2 separate regions of the Sus scrofa genome follow, and region 1 is linked to region 2. The links are chromatin contacts, called in public Hi-C maps. All regions are on one chromosome and are shown on one strand. The core of a region is the stretch at or near the end of the contact, and the rest is flanking DNA. Distances in the headings are between cores, read along the strand shown.

Region 1 (5,883 bases), core at 3,153-5,652, 280 kb before region 2:
CTTTTTAAAAATTTTCATTTAATTTGACTTTATTTTGCTTTTTAGGGCCGCACCCGTGGCATCTGGAAGGTCCCAGGCTAGGGGTCAAATCAGAGCGACAGCCGCCGGCCTACGCCACAGCCACAGCAACACAGGATCCGAGCCACATCTGTGGCCTACACCACAGCTCATGGCAACACCGGATCCTTAACCCACTGAACAAGGGCAGGGATCGAACCCTTATAGTCATGGATACCAGTCAGATTTGTTTCCCCTGCGCCACAGTGGGAACTCCAATTTTTTTTTTTTTTAAGTATAGTTGTTTTACAATAGATGCTTTTACTTTTGTGTTTGTTTTGTTTTCAGTTTTCCAGGTTAATTATCCTTAACACTTCTCTCTTGCATACCTCCTAACCCGATCCATCAAGAAATCCTGAGGGAGTTCCTGCTGTGGCACAATGGGTCTGGGGCTTGGGTCACTGCAGAGGCACAGGTTTGATCCCCAGCCTGGGGCACCCGGGTGGGAATTTGGTGTTAAGCTCCACACCACTTTTCTGCCCTCTTCTCCTACAACCTCTTCCCTTTTCACCCCCATGCTTAGTGTCGGCTTCAGTTCATGGACTTGCTTGTTCTCCTTTTTTCTTTTTCTTATTTTCTTTCTTTTTTCTTTCTTTATTTTTGGTCTTTTCTAGGGCTGTGCCCACATCATATGGAGGTTCCCAGGCTAGGGGTCGAATCGCAGCTGTAGCCACCGGCCTATACCACAGCCACAGCAACGCCAGATCTGAGCCACATCTGCGACCTACACCACAGCTCACAGCAACGCGGATCCTTAACCCACTGAGCAAGGCCAGGGATTGAACCCGCAACCTCATGGTTCCTAGTCAGGTTGGTAAACCACTGCGCCATGATGGGAACTCCCTTTTTTTCTTTTTTGACCTGCCTGCGGCATATGGAGTTCCCAGGCCAGGGAGCACATCTGAGTTGCAGTGGTGACCAACTGCACTGCAGCTGCGTCAACACCAGATCCTCATCCCACTGTACCCAGCTGCGGATCGAACCTTCATCCCAGCGCTGCAGAGACGCCAACGATCCAGTTGCACCACAGCTGGCACTCTGGCCTCTTTGAACAGCCAGGCCTGCTTGTGGCTCAGGACCTTTGCACTGGCCATGCCCTCTGCTTAGAATGCCCTTCCCCCAGACAGCTGCTGAGTTCATTCCCTCACCTCCTTCAAGTCTTTGCTCAAGGGTCACCTTCTCAGGGACGCCTGCGCTAACCACTTTAATACTGCAACTCGTTGTCCATCCCTTCACCTCTGCAGCCCTGATCCCCCTTAGGTGGCTCTAGTTTTTTCTCATGGCCTTAATGTTTACTCTTATGGTTGTTGTCTGTCTGCCCCCAGTTGAGATGTAAGTTCCCCAAAGACGGAGATCTTTGTCTGTTTGATTCACTGATGTCCCTGCCTTGCACATAGTAGGTGCTCACTAGAGATTTGTGAATGAACGCATTTGCAGATTAGAGAATGGTAAATGTGGGGCAGTACTTAATCATGGACGAGGACTGAGTGGGTTCAGAGCTGTGAGAAGACATATATGAACTCCATCTCTTTTTTTAAAAATTTTATTTATTTATTTATTTGTTTTTGTCTTTTCACCTTTTCTAGGGCTGCTCCCATGGCATATGGAGGTTCCCAGGCTAGGGGTCGAATCGGAGCTGTAGCTGCCGGCCTACACCACAGCCACAGCAACACTGGATCCTTAACCCCCTCAGGGAGGCCAGGGATCGAACCCGTAACCTCATGGTTCTGAGTTGGATTCATTAACCACGGAGCCACAGTGGAACTCCTGTACAGAGTTTTCAATGCAGGCTAAAGGCTTTTCCTACCATTGGGACTGGCTGCACAATTTGTCGGGCCCAGTATAAAAGGAAAACGTGAGCCCCTCTTGGTACAAAGTTCAGGAAGGGGACAGAAGAGCAGTAAATCAGGCTCAAGGCCTTTCTAAGAGTCTTCCAGCTGGGCAGAGATGTAATTGGAGCTGGACTCTAGGCAGATTATTCTGGCATGTCTGGTGGGGCAGGTTGGAGGCAGTCTAGGCAGGGAGACCGGTTAGGCAGCCTTGTGAAGCTAGAAGAGCAGGTAGGGTAGAGGTGGGGGCTAAGGGACTTGAGCAAGGAGAGGCATGGAGGGAGTAGAGTTTGCTTAGTCAAGTTTGCTTAGATAGGGGCCAAGGCGGACCCCTGAGTGCAAGTTCCTTTGCTCCTCCAACTCCTTCCCCTTTTCCCTTCCTCTCTGGACCCAAGCCGTGGAGGGGATACTGGGTACAGGAATCAGCAGTGAGTCTCTCTTTGGCCACCAGAGGGCAGATCATTCTCATGGATTTTCCAGATGAATTTGGGGTGGGGGAATGTCCTCTGTCCTCACCTCTTCCTCTTTTCCCACTTTCACCTCCTCCCTCTGTATCCTTTCACCAACTTCTTCAGTGGCTAAGGTGGGGGGTGGGGGGGTGTCCTGGAGCCCCCCGCCTTTACCAGGACTGTAGGCTATACCTGCTGCTGAGGAAGTTCATAGCGTCCTCTCATTGCTTTTGTTGGTCTGCCTGTTTATCTGACTGACTTAGCCAAGGGCTCTGCTCCACATGCTGTAACTGGGAATTGGAAGTCAAGTGTCAAGCACTTTCCCCCATAAGCCCTTAGGCCTCTCTACTCTGGCGCTTTTGGGGATTTGTTTTTTTTTTTGTTTTTTTTTGTTTTTTGTTTTTGCCACACCGATGGCATGTGGAAGTTTCCAGGCCAGGAACTGAACTCACAGGCCACAGCAGCAACCCAAGCCATGGTGGTGACAATGCCAGGTCCTTAACCCACTGCACCACCAGGGAACTCCTGTTGACTTGTTGCTCGACCTTGGTCTCTGGCTCTTGTGGGGATTCTCGCTTCTGCCTATCTTAGGGTGAGTTTGGGGGGATGGTTTTCTAAAATGACTAGGGCATGATGAGTGGGGGCCACTTAGAACCAGGGGAATCAGATCAGTCAGCCTACTGCCTCTCCCTGGTGAGACAGTCTACGGGGTAGTTGAAGAGAGGACTCAGGTTGGCACATGGACTTCCTGTTAAAGATAGGGGCCCTGCAGAGATGAGAGGGACCCCAGAGCTCATGAATCTGGTGGTCTCAATTTACTGATAGGGAAGCTGAGACCCAGGGAAGGAAAGGGATTTTTCCAGGTGCTCATTCTTTGGGCCATCCTAAGGAATCTTCATTTTCAGCCAGTTGCTCTTTTCTTTCCCATGAATTTCCTTAGAAGGGATAACTGAAATGTGTATTAAGACGAGAATGTCTCTCCTGCCCTACCTCACAGGGGTATTTAAAAAGGGAACTGGTGTGACTCAATATTGCCATAGAGCGATGTCATTTTGTGCTATTTTGAACAATTAAAAGACTTTTTTTTTTTTTCTGAAGGAAAAAAAAGGCAACTGAAATTCAAAGATGTTATTTAGAATGTCATCACTGGAACAAAGGCATGGATTCTTTCAAGATAGGGACATTGAGGAGTCTAAACATAGAGATGTTATGTGTTTTTCCAAGATCACACAGCATTTTCACTGTGCAGAGCTGGGGGTGGAATGCCAGGGCTGGGGGGACCTCTGCAGCCTCTGGCATTGGAAGCCAAGGACGTTGACCTAGTGCTTGCCTGAGACCTTGAGGAGCCCTGTGGACTAGATGTGGGATGCATGGATAGATAAATAGAAGCCACGATAGACAATAGCAGGTGATGAACGGTAGGTAGACAGGTAGCAGACTAACGCTGCATCTGACAGATGACACACATGTTGATAGATAAACTGGATGAGAAATGAAATGGAATTTATGGGCTGACTTTAGAACCAAAGGATGCCAATAGCTAACAGCTTCGTTTTCTATTTAGTCAAATAGTAACACGCACAGGGGATCCACACTCCCTGTTCAAGGTTTGAAAATACCCGGAAACTGACGGAAAGAAACGAAGAGTCAGAATCTGGGTACCACCCGAGGGAATGACCCGAAGCTCGCCCGATCTCGGGTGTTGCCGGAAATGGCCGACGACCGCCGTCGGCTGCTGGGCGGGATGGGGGCGTGGCCGGCTCACGGCACGAGGAGCAGCTTCGGGTGTTTCCGGAAACAGCCGAGAGCCCGCGAAGTGGGCGGGGAAAAGCCTGTGGGCATCGCTGGAGTACCCGGGGAGGCTTCGTGGATTTCCGTAAACAGAGCCGAAGCTTGATCTTCGGAATCGAGGAGGTGCGCGCGTCCCCGGGGCTACCTTCTTCGGGTGTTTCCGGAATTCACCCGTAGTCCGTGGCCGGGAGGAGAAGGCGCGCCCCCCTCCCGTTTCAAGCCGCTTCGGATGTTTCCGGCTGCTGCCGGCGGAAAGAGCCGAGGGCCGGCGGTGGTGGCGGCCATGTTGGGAGCAGCAGGTCCGGCGGCGGCTGCCTGGGTGCCGGGCGCGGAGCAGTGCCGCTGAGGGCAGGGGAGGAGCGAGGCAGGCGGCCGGCTGCGGCGGCAGAGAGTAGGCGGAGCGGCGCGGCCCGGCCGAAAGGCGGCACAGCCCAGCCGGGGGTCGGGGGGGTGCGGTCCGGAGCCGCTCGGAGCCGGCGCGGCCTAGCCCGAGCGGCGCATCCCCGGGCTGGCGTGAGCGGCAGCCCGGCCTCCCCGCACCCCCGGCCGGGGCCCATGCGGCGGGTGCCCCTGCTGTGAGAAGCCCCGCCCGGCCGGGCTCCGCGCCTTCCCTTCCCTCCCTTCCTCCAAGCTTCTCGGTTCCCTCCCCCGAGATACCGGCGCCATGTCCAGCGCCCGGACCCCCCTACCCACGCTGAACGAGAGGGACACCGAGCAGGTAAGGAGCCTGAAGGCTCCCCGAATTCTCTGGCTGGGCCCCTGCACCTTGCAGAGCCTCCTCCCTCCTCAGTTCTCCTCGTGCCCCTGCTGCCGTTCTGTAAGCCTCGGCTGCCCTGTCATCTGGCTCCTGGCACCGCACATCCCCCTTCCGAGTCCTGTCCTGGGACCCACCTCGTCCAGACTCCAAGCTGCACACTTGTCTTTCTGCCGACCCCCCCGTCTCCCCTCACCGCCCTCCTGCGCTCTTCCGTGTTACCTCCCCAGCTTCCTCTTCTCTTCCCTTTTTCTCTCAGGGGCCTTTCTGGTCTTCCTCCACCCACGCTTAAAGCAGCCACCCTCCTGCTCCCCCAGTAGCACCCTGCGATTTGCCCCAGATCGTTGTCCACCTCTTCCTCCATCCCTCCAGCCTTGCGTCCCCTCCGCCCGCACCGGTTCTCCCAGTCCCGGTTCCCACCCTCGGGGGCCTTGCCCTGGAGTGTGTTCTCAGTCCCTATCCTCTTCCAGTTCCCTAGCGTTTTATGCTGCCTCTTGCTTCTCCACATTGTGCTCGCCGTCTTGCTTGCAACCCACCAGCTCCACCCTCATCACCTTTCCAAATCGTTCGCCTACTCTTGGCTCATCACTTTCCCTTCTCTTCTCCAGGAGCTCCCTGGTGCCTCGCGCTGGCATTTGTTGCTTCCGTGTTTCCCATCCAGCTGTCATGCGCATAGTTTTCCCACAGGTTGTCTTGGGGGTTCCAGTCTTCACCCCCGTCAGAGCCTTTGGATTGGTCACGATCTCTTCCTCTGGGGTGCCCCGGTCTCCTGTTTCTCACTGTGAGCACTTTACCAGTCTGCTCCCTGAGCTCTTCCTGCCGAGGGGAAGACATTATTTCAGCCCCACTCCATTAACCGCAACCTGTTGCTCAGATCTTTCCCGGCCCCGCTGCATCACCGTCCTTCCCTTTTTGTCCTTAGACCGCGACGCAGACCGTGACGCTTCCTTGTCTCCACTCCTGCCTCTGGCCCTCTCCATAGTATCTCCCCCCTTGCTTGTTG
Region 2 (6,082 bases), core at 741-3,240:
TGGATTCGGCCAGCCCCATCCGCCATGGCTTCTCCACTGCATTGACCTCTACCTGGCATTGTCTGGTTGCCTTGGTCACATCCTCTGCAGTCCCTTCTCCCTAAGCTCTGGGAGGGCAGGGCCCCTGCCTGTCTCCCCAGCACCATGGCAGTGCTGGTTACATAGAAAGCACTTGATAAAAATGGACTCAATGAATGGCAAGCCCAACAGCTGGGAATGGCTGGCCTGTCAGCTGCATGGGGTCTGGAAGTTTGGGGCGGCACCAACGATTGGGAGGGGGCGGGGAGCTGGGTCCTAGAAGGAACGGTGCCTGGGTCCCCAGCTGCCCCAGCTCTCTTTCCTACCACCCTGAGCTGCCGTTCTCTGAAAAGAAGGGAAAGTGGGGATCCCTGCGGGGCAAACCCCCTACTCCCCACCAGGGTGTTCTGGGGCCAGAGCTGGGGGCGTGACAAACACTCCTTGCGCTCCAAGAGCAAAGTCAAGTGCCTCCTGCCGGCGCTTTAAGATCCCCGGGAGGGTGCCGCAGTTCCTGACAGGGGCAAGTCATCTTGAACTCCACCTCCAATCCCGAGAGGACGCCGTCTGCTGGCCCCCAACCACACCCCGCCCCAGGCCTGCCTTCCCAGCCCCATTGGCTGAAACCCACTCCACCACATGGGCCCAGCCAATGAGCTGCCGTCCCTGCCCTTTTGAAAGGGGATCCAGCCGGGAATGGTCACAAGAGCCCAGGGAGCAGGCCCTGAAGGGCAGGGGCAGCTGGGGCTATTTGCGGCTCCGCAGGTCAGGTTGCTTTGCCTTCCCTGTTCGGTCCAGGCCCAGAGTCCAGCCCTGGGCCTCATGCCCACCAGGACTCATGCCCTGCCCCTGAGCAGGAGGAAATGGCTTGATTCCTGGGGGTGGGCGGGAGGGGGTGTCACTGTTCTCAGACAAAATGCACTATCTCTGCCATGCCCTCCAGCTCCTCTGCCCTGTGCTCCCCAGGAATGAGACAGAAACTGCTCACAAGTGGCCAGAGGCCAGCGATAAGGGCAAAAGGGCACCAGACCACGTGCCCAGAGAGGCAGGCTCCCAGGGTAGCGATGGGGGGGATCCCGCCTGCACAGAGAGGCCCCTCCTCTTGGCCATCTGATCCCACCAGGTGGGACACCAGCCCCAGAGCTGTTCCCTCTGCCCATTCCCTGCCACTCTGCCTAAAATGCCATCACTTGAGAAACCGTACTTTGCAAAGCCTGGGGAGTTCAGAGCCTTCTTTCAGATCTGAAGCAAACTCCGAGTGACCTTGGGCTCCTGGGTTCAGGCACTGAGCCTCAGTTTCCCTTCTGCACAACAGAGTAGGCAGCAGGCCCTCGATGATCTCCGCAGGTGCCGTGTGACCCATCCCAGCGAGGGGAGGCCACCCTCCTCACACACCCCTCGACTGGGGACCTAGACCTGGTCTGGTGCTAGGTGGTTCAAGGCACTGGGCACATGGGGGGCGTGGCTGTGAAGGGGGGGTGTCCCTACCAGGGGACAGGGGGTCTTAACTTCCCCAGGTCTCTGGGGTGGACGAGGCTGCTGGTGGGGTGCCGTCCAGCCGGTGAAGGCCCAAGTAGGGCTGCCCTCGGCCCTCGCCCCCCTCCTGCTTACACTTACATTTTGCCTCCTTCCAGTCGGTGGAGGTGCTCAGGTCCACCTTCGCCGCCATGGCCAGGGGGGCCCAGGTGCGCACCCCGGCTCTCCGCCCCACTGCTGCCGCCCCCCCAGCCCCAACTCCCGCTGGGGTCCGCGCGCCGGAGTCGTACGCGCCCAGGGACGCCGGGGGACCGCACGCACTGCTGCGGGTCCGCGTGGCACCCGCTGAGGGGCCGGGCCAGGGGCGCGGGGCGCCGAGCAGCTGCCCCGCCGCGCGCAGCTGTGCCAGGCGGCCGGACACTCGGCTCTGCAGAGACATGAGCGGGCGGCGCAGGGCGGCTCCCCGCCCACTTGGACTCTATTTACGGTGCTAGGAGAGTCTCTCCCTTATTTACACGGGGACCGGGTGGCTCGTGCCAGCCCGCGGCGACCTGCTCGGGAGCCAGCGAGCCGCGCGGCCAGAAAACCCGGGCGCGCCGCTGGGCACCCTGGAACTTGTAGTCCCGGCCGCCGGAGGGGCCCGCACACTCCTATACACACGTGCGCGCCCCGCCTGGGCCTGCGTGGGTCGAGCCGCACGCAAGCCCTGCTCTCGGAGGGTCGCCGGCAGCCGTGCGCTCTTTCGGGATTGGCCCAGCCACCGCCAACTTCCTGGGCCGAGGCGCCTCCCGCGCGCGACCCCGGCCCCCCTCCGCCCCTCGGTACAGAGCCGAGCGCAGCTCCCCAGGGGTCAAGCGGCCCCACCCTGTCCCCAGTTCCTGAGAGCCGCGGGTCCCAAGCGGCCCTGGGAAGGTGACGAGTGGCACGAACAGGTATGTCCGGTTGGGCAACTTTCCCCAGGCCGCTGAGCGGCTGCCTCTTAGCCCCAGGGGCAGAGATGCGCGGGGCCGCGCGGGGCCGCGGCTGGAACCAAAGCTAGAGCAGCTGAGGAGGCAAAGCTGGAAATCTTGGAATTTGAAGGCAAAAAACTAGAGCTCCAAGAGCGTTCTTGGGTGGAAGAATTGGGATGATTTTTTTCTTCATATTTTTCCTAATTTCTTACAAGGACTGTAAAGGTAGATTTTTAAAATACATTGTCTTTCTATACCATTTTATTATTGGATAAATATAATAGTGCATATTTTTAAAACCTGGGACAAGGAGCCAGGGTTCCAGAGAAGGTTTTAGTACCAGCTCTGCTCACTCTTACCCTTGTGACTTGCTTCTTGGGCTGTAAATTAGGAGGAAGGATTTCCTGATGTGGCTCAGCGGAAACGAATCTAACTAGTATCCATGAGAACGCAGGTTCCATCCCTGGCCTTGCTCAGTGGGTTAAGGATCCAGCGTTGCTGTGTGTAGGCCGGCAGCTACAGCTCCGATTCGACCCCTAACCCAGGAACCTCCATATGCCTCTGGTGCAGCCTTATAAAGACAATTAAAAAAAAAAAATTAGGAGGAAGACATAGTTCAGGTCTAGCTGGTTGCAGACCTGCTTCTGTGTACCTGGCCTCTCTGGTGCTGTGTAGCAGGAACCCTGGACAGGACTGCAGGGAGGATCACAGAACAGCCCCCTGTGGATGCAGCTGACGTCACCATGGTTCCCAAGAAAGGATCAGCAGCAGACCTGTAGACCGGGAGGTAGACAGTGATCAGCCCTGGGAGGGAGGGTAGAGAGGGACCATCATAAACCAGGGGACAGGAAGCCACTTGTTGCTTCTCCAGTAACTCAGCCGTGTAAGAAGGGCCTTGCCAACTGCATCCAGGACAGCAACCACCCACAGGGTACGAGGTACCAGCCCTTGCCAAGATAAGCCCTCTACAACCATTTGCTCTCCCTTTCTTAACTCAATATGTGTTCCTGGCGAGGCAGCACTGCCCCAGAGCACAGATAAGAAGCCAGGACTGGCTCAAGGCCAACACGGCCTTTGAGGGTCAGAGCCCAGGCTGAGCTCAAGGTTGTTTGGTTCCCATCTGTGGTCTGGAAAGTCATTAGGCAGATGTAACTGATTCAGGCAATGAAGCATGTGGGTGACCCTGTGTTTGAGTTTCCTATTGTTGCTATAACAAATTATCATAAATTTAGCAGCTTAAAGAACAAACAAAATTCATTTTCCTAAAGTTCTGTAGGTTAGAAGTCTGAGCTGAGTCTCACTGAGCTAAAATCACGGTGTCAGCACCAGCTTCCAGAGACCACCCCCCTTCTTCGACTCTCGGCCCTCTTCCTCCATCTTCAAAGCCAGCAGTGTCGCATAACTCAGACCAGTCTTCCCTAGTGGCTTTTCCCTCTGACTTGCTTCTGCTTCCCTCTTGCATTTTTCAAGGACCTGTGCGATTACGGTGAATTCACCAGGATAATCCAGGATCATCTCCCCACTTAAACTCCGCTGATTAGCAACCTTAATGCCATCTATGCCCTTAACTCCCTTTTGCCCGTAAGGCAGCATATTTACAGGCTCCGGGGATTAGGATGCAGACATCTTTGGGGGTCGTTATTCTACTTACTACACCCTTCCTGGCAAAGTCTAGGGAGGAGGACAAGGAGAAGCAGGGAACCCGGCAGTAGAAACTCTCAGTGCCTATCAGGAGGCTGCCTTCTGTATGGTCTGAAATTCGTCTCCCAAGGCTAGGCCATTGAATCACCCTGGACATCCTGGGCATCTGAGTTGGTTTGTCTGTTTTTCTTTCTTTTTTTTTTTTTTTTTTTTGGCCACACCTGCAGCATGCAGAAGTTTCCAGGCCAGGGGCTAAACCCACACCACAGCTGTAACCAGAGCCACAGCAGTGCCAACACCGGATGCTTTTTTTTTTTTTTTTGCTTTTTAGGGCCACATCCACGGCACATGGACATTCCCAGGCTAGGGGGCTAATCAGAGCTGCAGCTGCCAGCCTGCTATGCCACAGCCATGCCAGATCCAAACCACATCTGCAACCGACACCACAGCTCATGGCAATGCCAGATCCTTAACCCACTTAAAGATCCCATCCTTAATGCCAGAGATCGAACCCACGTCCTCATGGATATTAGATTTGTTTCCACTGAGCCACTATGGGAACTCCCGTTTCTTTTTGCCAGGATTTAGCTCTGTTCTCACACAGCAGTCAGGATGGAGAAGGCCCCAGCCATAGCCCACCAAGTTCTGGTCTAAAGAGAGACTGGGCCCCACACTCAGATGGGTCTAGGCAGGGAGGTATGGTTCTGACTTGGCAAGGCAGGACCTCTTCACAGAGTTTCAGCCCTGAACCTTTTATTTACTTATATATTTTTGGCCTCACCTGAGGCTTGTGGAAGTTCCCAGGCCAGGGATCGAACCCACACCATAGAAGCAATCCAAGGCATAGAAATGACAACACCAGATCCTTAACCTGCTGCACCACAAGGGAACTCTCTCAGCTGGACCTTTTAGAAAAGGTAAAATTTTGCCTACCAAAAATGTGTGTGTCAGGAGCATTCCAGGCCAAGGGACCCACAGAAGCCAAATGGTGGAAAAGTCTATGGAATGCTGAATTTTAGGTGGGGCCATAATAGCCGGTGTTATCTGTTGAGGATTTTTAATGCTGGAGAGGGGCTTTCATACAGAGAAAAGCTAGCTGCTACTGCCTGTGTTTAAATTAACACTGTATTTATTAAAATTATAAATTTAAAAACTAGTTTTTCTTAAACATCCAAATGCAACTTGCAAATCTAGTTTTCTATTTATAAATCTGATTTTTGTATAAACATAAGAACAACTACCTTCATTTAGTCTTTGGTGAATATTTAATTAACTCACAGGTTCAACAGATTAAATTCTAAAAATGAACGCCAGTTACAAACTTAGGTAATTAAATTCTTTAATAGATTTTAAACTGCATTCTACAGAGTTGAAATAACTTGTCCTGGGAGTTCCCGTCGTGGCTCATGGGTAGCAAACCCGACTAGTACCTGTGAGCACACACATTCGATCAGTGGGTCAAAGATCCGGTATTGTCATGAGCGGCAGTGCAGACCAGCAGCTACAGCACCAATTCAGCCCCTAGCCTGGGAACTTCCATGTGCCTCAGGTGTGGCCCTAAAAAGACAAAAAAAAAAAGGAAATAACTAGTCCTCTCAAACGCCTCACACTCTCAGCAGAAGAGACTTACACATTTAACAGGCATATTTTTTTTGTTGTTCATTTTTCTTTACAAACAGGGAGGGAACAGGGGGTGAAGACCCCTTCATTTCCCACCTTATCCAGCCCCTCCCAAGCCAAGCATATTTTTTTTATAATCATTACTAATTCCCATACACAAGTAGATTAAACTTATAAATATAGTAAATAAGTTCTCCTAAATACTCAAATGCTGCTTATGAACTTAGGTCTTTTTATACTGTCCCAGTTATTTACTGCTGCCTAATAAACCACCGAAAATGTACTAGCCTAAAATAACAACCAGGCCTCTGAATCAGCAGTTTGGGCTGGGATGAGCTGGAAGATTCATCTGCTGGTCTTGTCTGGGTCACACCTGTGGC

What was found. Hi-C and Micro-C count contacts between places; a contact is called where the count stands out from the background.
Region 1: a contact with region 2 is called in a Hi-C map of skeletal muscle, with 5 times the contacts expected there. The contact joins the promoter of MARK2 here to the promoter of MACROD1 in region 2. A contact is called at or near these places in 3 of 5 promoter capture datasets (fetal liver, fetal skeletal muscle and liver) and 9 of 47 Hi-C or Micro-C datasets (alveolar macrophages, embryonic fibroblasts, liver and 5 more).

Annotation. Positions count from the first base shown.
Region 1 is chr2:8,214,486-8,220,368 of Sscrofa11.1, reverse strand. It overlaps MARK2 (serine/threonine-protein kinase MARK2), which reads left to right and starts at 4,402. Exons shown (of 18, transcript XM_021082895.1): 1 at 4,402-4,844. The coding sequence starts at 4,791.
Region 2 is chr2:7,935,033-7,941,114 of Sscrofa11.1, reverse strand. It overlaps MACROD1 (MACRO domain containing 1), which reads right to left and starts at 1,990. Exons shown (of 11, transcript NM_001204770.1): 1 at 1,633-1,990. The coding sequence starts at 1,930. STIP1 (stress-induced-phosphoprotein 1) reads left to right here and starts at 2,115. Exons shown (of 15, transcript XM_003353794.4): 1 at 2,115-2,423.